2 separate regions of the Rattus norvegicus genome follow, and region 2 is linked to region 1. The links are chromatin contacts, called in public Hi-C maps. All regions are on one chromosome and are shown on one strand. Each heading gives the region's core, a stretch centred on a gene start, on an enhancer-like site or on the middle of the called end of the contact. The rest is flanking DNA. Distances are from core to core; before and after follow the strand shown.

What was found. A called contact is a pair of places that touch in the nucleus more often than the background predicts.
Region 2: a contact with region 1 is called in a Hi-C map of prefrontal cortex, with 3 times the contacts expected there. The contact joins the enhancer-like site here to the promoter of Hivep2 in region 1. A contact is called at or near these places in 7 of 12 Hi-C or Micro-C datasets (the A7r5 cell line, the Rat2 cell line, Schwann cells and 4 more) and 1 of 1 datasets of contacts at active chromatin or transcription factors (oligodendrocytes).

The regions. Positions count from the first base shown.
Region 1 is chr1:10,177,024-10,181,488 of GRCr8, forward strand. Hivep2 (HIVEP zinc finger 2) reads left to right here and starts at 2,379. Exons shown (of 9, transcript NM_024137.1): 1 at 2,379-2,609.
Region 2 is chr1:10,419,666-10,423,907 of GRCr8, forward strand. No RefSeq gene overlaps it. Among named protein-coding and RNA genes, the nearest start is that of Trnaa-agc27, 51 kb to the right of the region's middle. Within about 2 kb of position 1,331, at least 13 of the 93 cell types and tissues checked have an H3K27ac peak or open chromatin away from gene starts, as enhancers often do. A contact at or near this core is called in prefrontal cortex, where this site is marked.

The DNA of each region.
Region 1 (4,465 bases), core at 1,129-3,628:
CTCCTGGGAACCTCCCTTGAGGGTGCACACGAGTCCACACACGCTGGGTAACGGCCCGAGGGAGCCCCGGTGTCCCCCGGGTGTTGCCGGGCTGGGGAGGAAGCCAGAGTCCCGGCCCCTACTCGCTTGGGATTCCCTTCCCCTCCCCCCGCCCCGCCCAGCTCTCCCAGGGCTGGGTGTGATTTCAGTCCCTAGCAGGGAACCAGAAGCGCGCAGCTGGAGGTGGCAGCTCGCCCCCTTTGCCCGCGCGGCCCCCCAGGAAGCCGGCAGCTGCTCCCTGCGTCTCAGCCCTAGCCTATTTGAATACCCGGACGAGGGCGGGCGGCTTCCTGAGCAGGGTGCACCCGGGGCGCCCTGGGGAGTGACCCCGGGGGAAAAGCAACTGGGGCATTTCGAGCGCGTGAAAACTTCGTGCTTCCGCCGGGGCACGGAAAATGCTAGTGAAACACATTTGAGAGTTCCAGGGGCTGCAGCAAAAAATTTTCCCCCTCAATTGATAACAAAATCGTGAGTGCAGTCGGAAGGTGAAGAGGCGAGAGATCCCTGGTACCCGGGCAAAATGTAAGGATCCCACTGATACCTAATTTCCTTCCCTAGGAAGGCAAGGAACCAGTACGTGGGAAGAGGGGTAGAGAGGGAAGGGGATGGGCACGGAGGTTTCCACACCCTAGTAGGAAATTCTCAGACTGCTCAGACGTCCCAGTGTTTCTGCGTGGCAAGCTGATACCCGCTCTCAGGGGAGATCTCGGCTCCGAGGGAAGGAAGGGCGACCGCGACCTTCCCTACCCGCGCACCCGCAGCGGGGCAGCGGGGCCAGTCCGGGTCGCTGGGCGCACCGCACATCCTTCGCCCGCTGGCCGGCTCCAGACTGGTTTTTCTGGTTCAGCCTCCCTCCCAGGGACGCGCTGGGGGATCCGATGACGTCGCTGGCTGAGTCTCTCCCTCTTCCTCCCTCCCTTCCCTCGCCTCTCCCCCGCCCGCCCTCGCCGCGCACTCCTCCTAGTAACTTCTGTTCGGGGAGGCGCTGCCAGGAATAACCCGGTGCGTCCACAGCCCGGAGGGGAGGCGGCCGCTGCGGCTCCCTCACGCCGACAAACTGCGGCCCGGGTCCCGGCGGCTCGAGCCCCAGCTTGGCCGCCCTGGCCCCCGCCCTGGCTCCATCTCCTAACAGTGTCCGAAAATAAATAAATATATAAATAAAGGCAAGAGGAGCCTGGGCTGGCGGTGGGGATCGCCTCCCTCCCTCCTCCCTCCCTCCGCGCCCGCCCTCCCTCTGTCCTTAAGGAAATGCTACCAGACACCCCCCACCAGACACGCTCAGCCTGGGCGAGGAGCGGCCGCGGCAGCAAGAACAAGGGCATCGGGGGGCTTTCCTCCCCTCCTCCTCTCCCTCCTCTTCCTCCTCCTGCGCTGCTGTGACTTTACAGGTGAGCGGCCGCCGCGGCTGCGAGGATCCCCCCCACCGCCCGCCGCGTCGCGCCCTCCTTCGGCCGCTGTCACCCGGACTGCCGGGAGCTGACAGCCGCCCGAGGGGCTCGCGGCCGGGAGGCTGGCGGCCGGCGGGAGGCGGGCTGGAGGTGAGGGGGTGGAGAGCTGGAGAGCGGGGCGCCGCCGTGCGCTGTCTCTCCCCGGTGGAGGAGGGTCTCCTCAAAAAGAGAAAGAAAAAGGAAAAAGAAAAAAAAAAGACATCTTCGGTGACTGTGGCACAAGTATTTGCCAAGTTGAGTCTTGGACATTGAAGCTTGCCGGAGCTCGAGCAACTTGAAAGGTCTCCTGGCTGGGTAGCAGCCTCCCTCCACGCCTCGACTCTTGGGTACTGGGTGCAGCCCTGGGGTGCGTGGAGGGCGCACCGGCCGCCGGCAGAGCAGAGCGGCGGGAATCTAGGTCCCTTCTCGGCTCGGTAAGTGGCCTCGGTGCCGTGTTTTTCCTGCCTGCACCAGAGATCGAGCTTGTTTCACTTTACCCTGAAATCGCCTTCTCCCAACTCCATCGCCCCCTCCGTGGCGCGCGCCCCCGGCCGCTTTCCCGGTGGCCCAGGGGTAAGGGTCGGAGGGGGCGGGGATGGGGGAGACCTAGGCAAGGGGGGTCGGGCGCATTGGGAAATGCGGGGAATACCCTGGCCGAGGTTCTATGCAGATGAGGGGAGGCTGCTTTGCGTAATGTCCTGGGGGGGGAGGGGGCCGCGCGGGAGCGCTGGAGGCAGGAATGTGCCTGGTTACTAATGAGGGACGTGCACCGGCGCGCACCGCCCGGCCACCGCTGCGGCTGCCGCGGCCGGCGGCCCGTTGTCAGGTAGCGGGGGAGGGGGCGCGGCGCGGGGCTGGGGGCGGCGCGGGCGGGCGAGCGGGCGAGCGGGCGAGCGGACCGCAAGGGCCGGGCCGCCGGCCTGCGGCCGAGCGAGCGCGGCGGAGGCGCTGGCGCTGGGCAATTCGGTGACTCCTTTCTCCTCCGGAGCGAGGAAGGAAGGAAGGAGAGAAGGAAGGAAGGAAGCGAAGAAGGAGGGGACTGTCTCCATGGAAGGTTCAGGCGGAGGCGCCCTCGCCTTGCGGGTGCACCGGCCGCAGAGCAGTTCCAGCCGCCGCCGGCTGGCCCCCGGCGCGTGGAGACGGGTGGGGGCGGATTGCATGCTTGTTTGTGCTTCTGGTCGGGGGATCGGGAAGAAACATGTGTGTTTGGGCAGTGCACCGCGAGGAGCTGGGTCTGCGCCTTTATGTCTGTTCCCTGAAGTGGGTGGAACGTTGGCCCGTTCCGGGAATGTTCCATGACGTGGTGCAGCCACAGGAAGGGGGTTAACGAGGGGCTCTCTGCCGCGGCGGCTCTGCTGGCTGCTATCAAAGCAGATGTGCTGCTGCCGCCGCACCTCTCACCTCCCTTCACCCCCAACCCCCTCCTTTCCATTCTGTGCGTCTGGTGCTGGTAGGGCTAAGACAGGAAAACATAGCTTCTATATGTGCGTGCGTGCGTGTGTGTGTGTGTGTGTGTGTGTGTGTGTGTGTGTGTGTGTGTGTGTATGGTGGGGGTGATTTGTCTGTCGTATTTGGTGGGGGTACGACTCCAGATTAGCCTTGCCATCCCAGCTGTTATCACAGATCGGTGCGCTTTATACGCATGTGCCTCCCGCGTCCTGTCCCTCTTACATAACATACCCAGTGCAGCAGAGGACGGGAGAAAATGCGACCCCAACCCTCTAAGCTCAGTTTGTGTGGAGGCTAGAAGGTCGGAGAGGGTCTCTGGATGTTGTGCTGCAGGGATGCAGCTTCTAGCGGGGGGAAGAGACCGAGGGGAAGGAGCGTTTCTTGCAGTGGCTCGCCTCACTCGCCTACTTGAAAGCATCTAAGTGCAAAGGACTGCAGGAACTAGTCCTCTGAATGCGAAAGCTTTTGACTTGCGTCGCCTAGGGAAAGTGGGCGCTCTCACCTCCGGAGGCACAGGGAAGAGAAAGGGTCTGTAACACAGACGCCAGGAGGAGACCCGCAGTAACGTGCTTGGGCTGAGGGCAGAGGGGCTAGCATAGAAGGGACCAGAGGAATCTCTTGATAATAGGTTACACTGGAAACCCCAGAACACCTGTAATGGCTTAGAATTCACACAGGAAGCTGTGTGTGCAACTGACATTGCAAAACCCTTATGCTCTGCACAGTTATTTAGGCCTAAAATGAACACAGAGAGGCTTGCTTCCGGTCCTTTCATTATAATAGGAAAATTGAACTGATTTTTTTTCTTCTTTCCTTTTCTGCCATTTTAAAAATAACTCCAAATTATTAAAAAAATACTATACAGGTACTTTCTTGCACTCTCAAAGCAAGACTTCAGTAATTCACAGGAGGGCTGTTTTTGTATATATCTTGTTTTCGTCGTCGTCGTCGTCGTTGTTGTTGTTGCTGTTTTTGCCAACTCAGCCCTCATCAGGGCTGTTGTTTTTTTTTTTTTCTCTTCAACAGTTTCTTTTGCGTGAATGATCAAACCTAGAAATTACTTGAAGTATTAATAAGATCGATATTAATAAAAATTTCAGTGATCTCTCTCTGCCTAGCAAAAGGCCAGGGAACTTTATTAGACCCATTTCTTCTAGTGATAAGGATCCCATTTGCCCTTGAGCAAACCAAGTTGTTTTACGTATGTTCATGTATCGTTACATACATACGTGCTAGGATGTGTGAATGCCCGCTTGCTTATTTGTCCTATAAGCACGCCAAAATACAGTGTTACGAATTACCCAAGAGGATTGTATAATGAGCATGCCCGGTTTGAATTTTGGGATGGCGGGCCGGCAGTTTATTAAAACTGGAATGCCGTGCATGTGAATAAGGTGGAAGTCATTTTTTTATTGCTAAGAGAAAATTCTGGTGGAGCTCTGAGGAGTCATAGTATCAGATTACAACTGCATTTTTAGTTGGAGCAGGCAGGGAGTTGTCAGTAGCCACAGAATGACAGTGTGCTTCATGTGTCATAATCTCTTCGACCA
Region 2 (4,242 bases), core at 81-2,580, 240 kb after region 1:
TTCTCTGGTTTGTTTTTTTTTTTAAAATAAAAGACATTTATCTATTTAAGAAGTGGTTAAATTTTCTATTAGGATGGCCATATGATTAATATTCAAAGTTTGAACTGCTGTGAGAGGGGATGAGCTAAGTCTCTGTGATGACATAGGTCAACAGGGGTAAAGCTGGGGCTCTGTGGAGCACAGGAGGACATATGGTCACCCTATTTATAGAAGAAGATGCTGCTGACCTATCTTTAGGAGACCATGACCCCTGGACAGTATTCCCATAGCCGTGATGTGTATGTAAGAAGACAGGCGATTCCATCACTGATATAACAGATAAGGGAAGGTAGGGTTGTGTCTAGGTAGATGACTGGCGGTGTTTCTAAGTGGGCATGCTGTTTCATATAGGACCGCTACTGCTTCCTGTCAATTACTTCCTAATCTGAATGGCTTAGCATAGGGGGGCATTACATTATGGGTTAAAAGAATTGGTTAGAAGAGACCAGAAGAAACTCAGGTTTGCTGGGAGGGTCTGTAAATGATTGTCATAGGTCCGTGCAATCAGACCTTGCATATATGTGGAGATGTCAACAACCTGGCTTTGCCTCTGTGACTGGTGGATACCGAATAGACAAACACACACCACAAGGAAGACAGTCAGAACAGGGCTTCTGGTTGGTGGGGAGGAGCATTTCTGGATTTGAAATGCCTCTGAGAAAGGCCATGGCCAAGGAAGTCTGAGCACATTAGCTTGAGCTTTGTTCAGCATTATCTCCCCAGTCTATTCTCAGTTGAGGGATGATAGTTCCCCAGGGAACTGGAATGCTCGAAGGTCCGACACAAGGTTAGCGCTTAAAGAATGAAGAGTTAGTCATCTTTGAGACGAGGAGCTCAAAGAAAGCTCATCTTCGGTTGTCCCAGAGGTGTAAAAGTTTGGCTTTTTAAAATATACTTCTTATCAAGAATGGCCAAAGCTCGCTGGCTTTTCTTTAGGAGTCATGTGGCTGTGAACATCATCTCAGTTTTATGTTAGGGAGTGTATACAGTCAAGAACAGATGACACTGGCCTACGCTATCCAAGGGTGTGGTGAGCCCAGAAAGGGCTGAAATCCAGCTGTCACATGGGGTACCCTCCTATGACCCCAGTGAGATGGTAATGGGGGTGATAATAGCTTCATTTTATAGACAGTAACACCGAGAGGAGTTGGGGAAAGACAAGCACCCCCTCCCCACTGCCTGCACCCTAGTCTCTTCTTGCCTGCTTTAAAACCTGTGCTAAGTCTCCTGGGAACAAGAAGCCCTTCCTCTACTTGTTCTAACCACGGGTTGGCTTTCTGCGTATCTCCCAGCATGTTGCCATTTATGGATTTGGGCAAAATAACAGAATTGCATAGCTGCAGAGTGTCAGACTCCTTCCCCCCCCCTCCTTTTTTTTCTTCCACACTGAGTTTCCTGTTTCTATGGCAATGAATAGGATGTTTTGCACCAAGAAACACTTTAAATGCCACTGGGGGGAAGGTAAGAACCACACATAGCTCTCTACAGAGCAGGAAGGTGAAATGAGATGCTAAGAACTGACTGAAATAAGCAGAGAGGGGAAGCAGGAAGGCTGAGGAGATGCGGAAGGAGGGAGGTGAGAGGTGAAGGAGCAGGTGTCTCGGAGGGGAATATTTGACAATGGCATGGCATCTGAACATTGAGACCTCTGAGTAGTTGCTATGAATATGTAAGTGTCCTTGCGCGCAGTAAATGAGTTTGTTCACTTTAGGGGAGTACCAGGTAAAATTCACCTGGAGACAGAACTCCTAAATGCAGGAGGTATACAGATACAGTCTCTTAACCTAGGACCCATGTGAAGGTGGTTTCCAAGGTGCCTTTTTGTGGTAGGGGAGTTCCAATAGGATCCCCTACAAATGCTGTGCATTCTGGCCCAGCAGTAGGCCCCTGGATTTCAGCTCCCCTTGCCCACAGCATTAGAACTAGAATTTCCCTTCAATCATGAATGCTTGTAGTGTGACTTTTCCTGGGGAGATGGGAACAGATGGGAATTCATGCCACACGGAGATGATAGGCAGAAGGAATGACTCCACTCAAGCATGGCTTAGGAAACCAATGATTTATTGAAGTTACATAGAGGTAGATGGAGAAGGAGCTCTGGACAGGGGCATTGATGACTGAAAGGCAGCTAGCTACATTATCAAAAGCTTTACCCGAGTGTGGACAATGACAAGTGGCAGACAAACCTCCAGAGCTCCCTGCAAGACACGTGGGTGGCGTGACTAGTAGTGCATCTCTTCTTTCCTGAATTCTTACTACTTTTATAAGACTGGAGAGAGGCTTTAGGAATCTTGTAAGTTTCAGGAACTTTCTGAGACATAGAGTTTGCTTACCCTAAGTCTTAAGAAGCCTCCTTCTAGGAGAAAATGTTTTAATTAGGGGGAAATAGCCACATGATATTAATTCCTCAACCCCCTTGTGTTATTCCACTGCTGTAGCAAATACTTAAGGTAATTAACTTATGAAGAGAAAAGGTTTATTTGGGGCCATGATGTTGGAGGTTTCAGCCCATGGTCATTTAGCTCCATTTCTTTTGGACATGTGTCAAGGAAGCAAATGGGTGCCTTGCTTAAAGTACAAGCTGCTCATTTTATGACTAGGGCATAAAAGAGAGAAAGAGGAAGGGACTGGGCTTCACAGTCTCCTTTAAGAGCACCCCAACATAACATAAGATGTAAATTTTCCTGCCAGGCCTTTCCTCCTAACCGCTCTGCATCCCACTAGTCCCAAGGCTCTAACACCATGAACCTTGAAGTTTTCCAGTTCCAAACTGCTGTGTCTTCTTTATTTGTGTGGCCTTGTCCACCCATGATCCCTAGAGAGTTACACCCACAACACCTTTTGTTCTATTCTCTAAAAGTATGCAAAAACAAACAGACAAGCAAGCAAGCAAAGAACAGCAATAACAACGACAAAACAGGGGTGCTGGTGGAGCTGTGAGGGGCGCATCAGGTGCCCCTTAATTTTTCTGCTCACTTCCCCACCATCGATACATCAAAACACACCAAGCACTCTGTGGCCCCAGGCTCTTGACCTGAAGGTTTTCCAGGCTGTCAGCTGCAACATTAAAGCCCCATTGTAGCAATAACCAATCAAAGTGTAGCCTCAGCATAGTGGGTCCATGTGGAAGGTCGTGGCAGACAAAACTGTCCAAATGTGTGATGGAAACTCAAAACCTTTATTTCTCTCTTTCTCTCTATTGCTTGCTTGAGACCTCAGAGACCTGTAATAGGCTTACCAGAAACCAACCCTTGTTAAAAAAGCCCATCAGGAGTCATGTAAGCTGATAGCATCTGCGCAGAGAAGACCAGGGTACCACACAGAGAAGGAAATGGCCAGAGGCCAGGGTCAACAACTGGGGAACAGGAGTTGAGGTAAGTATCCGCCCTTGGGTTGCTTGGCAGGGACCAGTCTTCCGAGGCCTTGGCCAGGGCAACCCGGTTTATTTTCAGTTAATTTGGGTATGCCCTAATTTATTACGGGAGCCTCAAATTTGCATGTCTACTTTAAGAGACCCTAACAAGTACACATAATAAAATGTTAATTTATGCCTTCTGTGAGGATTGGAGTCGAGCACGGCTTTGACGCAACTGCAAAGCAGAAGAAATCTGGAAACCCTGGCAGGCAGGCAGGAGGGTGGGGGAGGGAACGCATGCTTCTCAGGGTTTTAGCAGGGTGGCTGCAAGGAGGTTGGGAAAATGTCCTGGCATTCGCCTCCATTTACAGCCCTGAAGGGACTTTCTATAATAGTCCAGGGTGGCCCTTTTGTCTCAGATCCCTGACTAAACACAATATCGAATAGCACTAAGCATAAAGGAGGCCGGTTGGTAAATACTTGGTGAATTGATTCATAATACTGGGAATGTCTTGAGCACAGACATTTCCTTCCATGGCTCTGGAACTGTCAGGTCTTGCTTAGCTGCTCTGAAGCTCCACGCCCAGCTTCTCTTTAAAGGCAGCAGCCCACGCTTGCACACGTGTGGCGTTTATGGAAACTCTAAATGGCCACTCCCGCAAAGGAGCTCTGGATTCTTCAGACTTTACCCAGGGCACATTGTCCTGGGAGATGTTTCGCATCTGTTGTGGTCAGTGCCTCCTCTTCTGATGCCATCCTCACGGCTGAGATTCTAGAGCAGGGGTTCTCAACCTTCCCAATGCTGTGCTCGTTTAATACAGCTCCTCATGTTGTGGTGACCCACAACC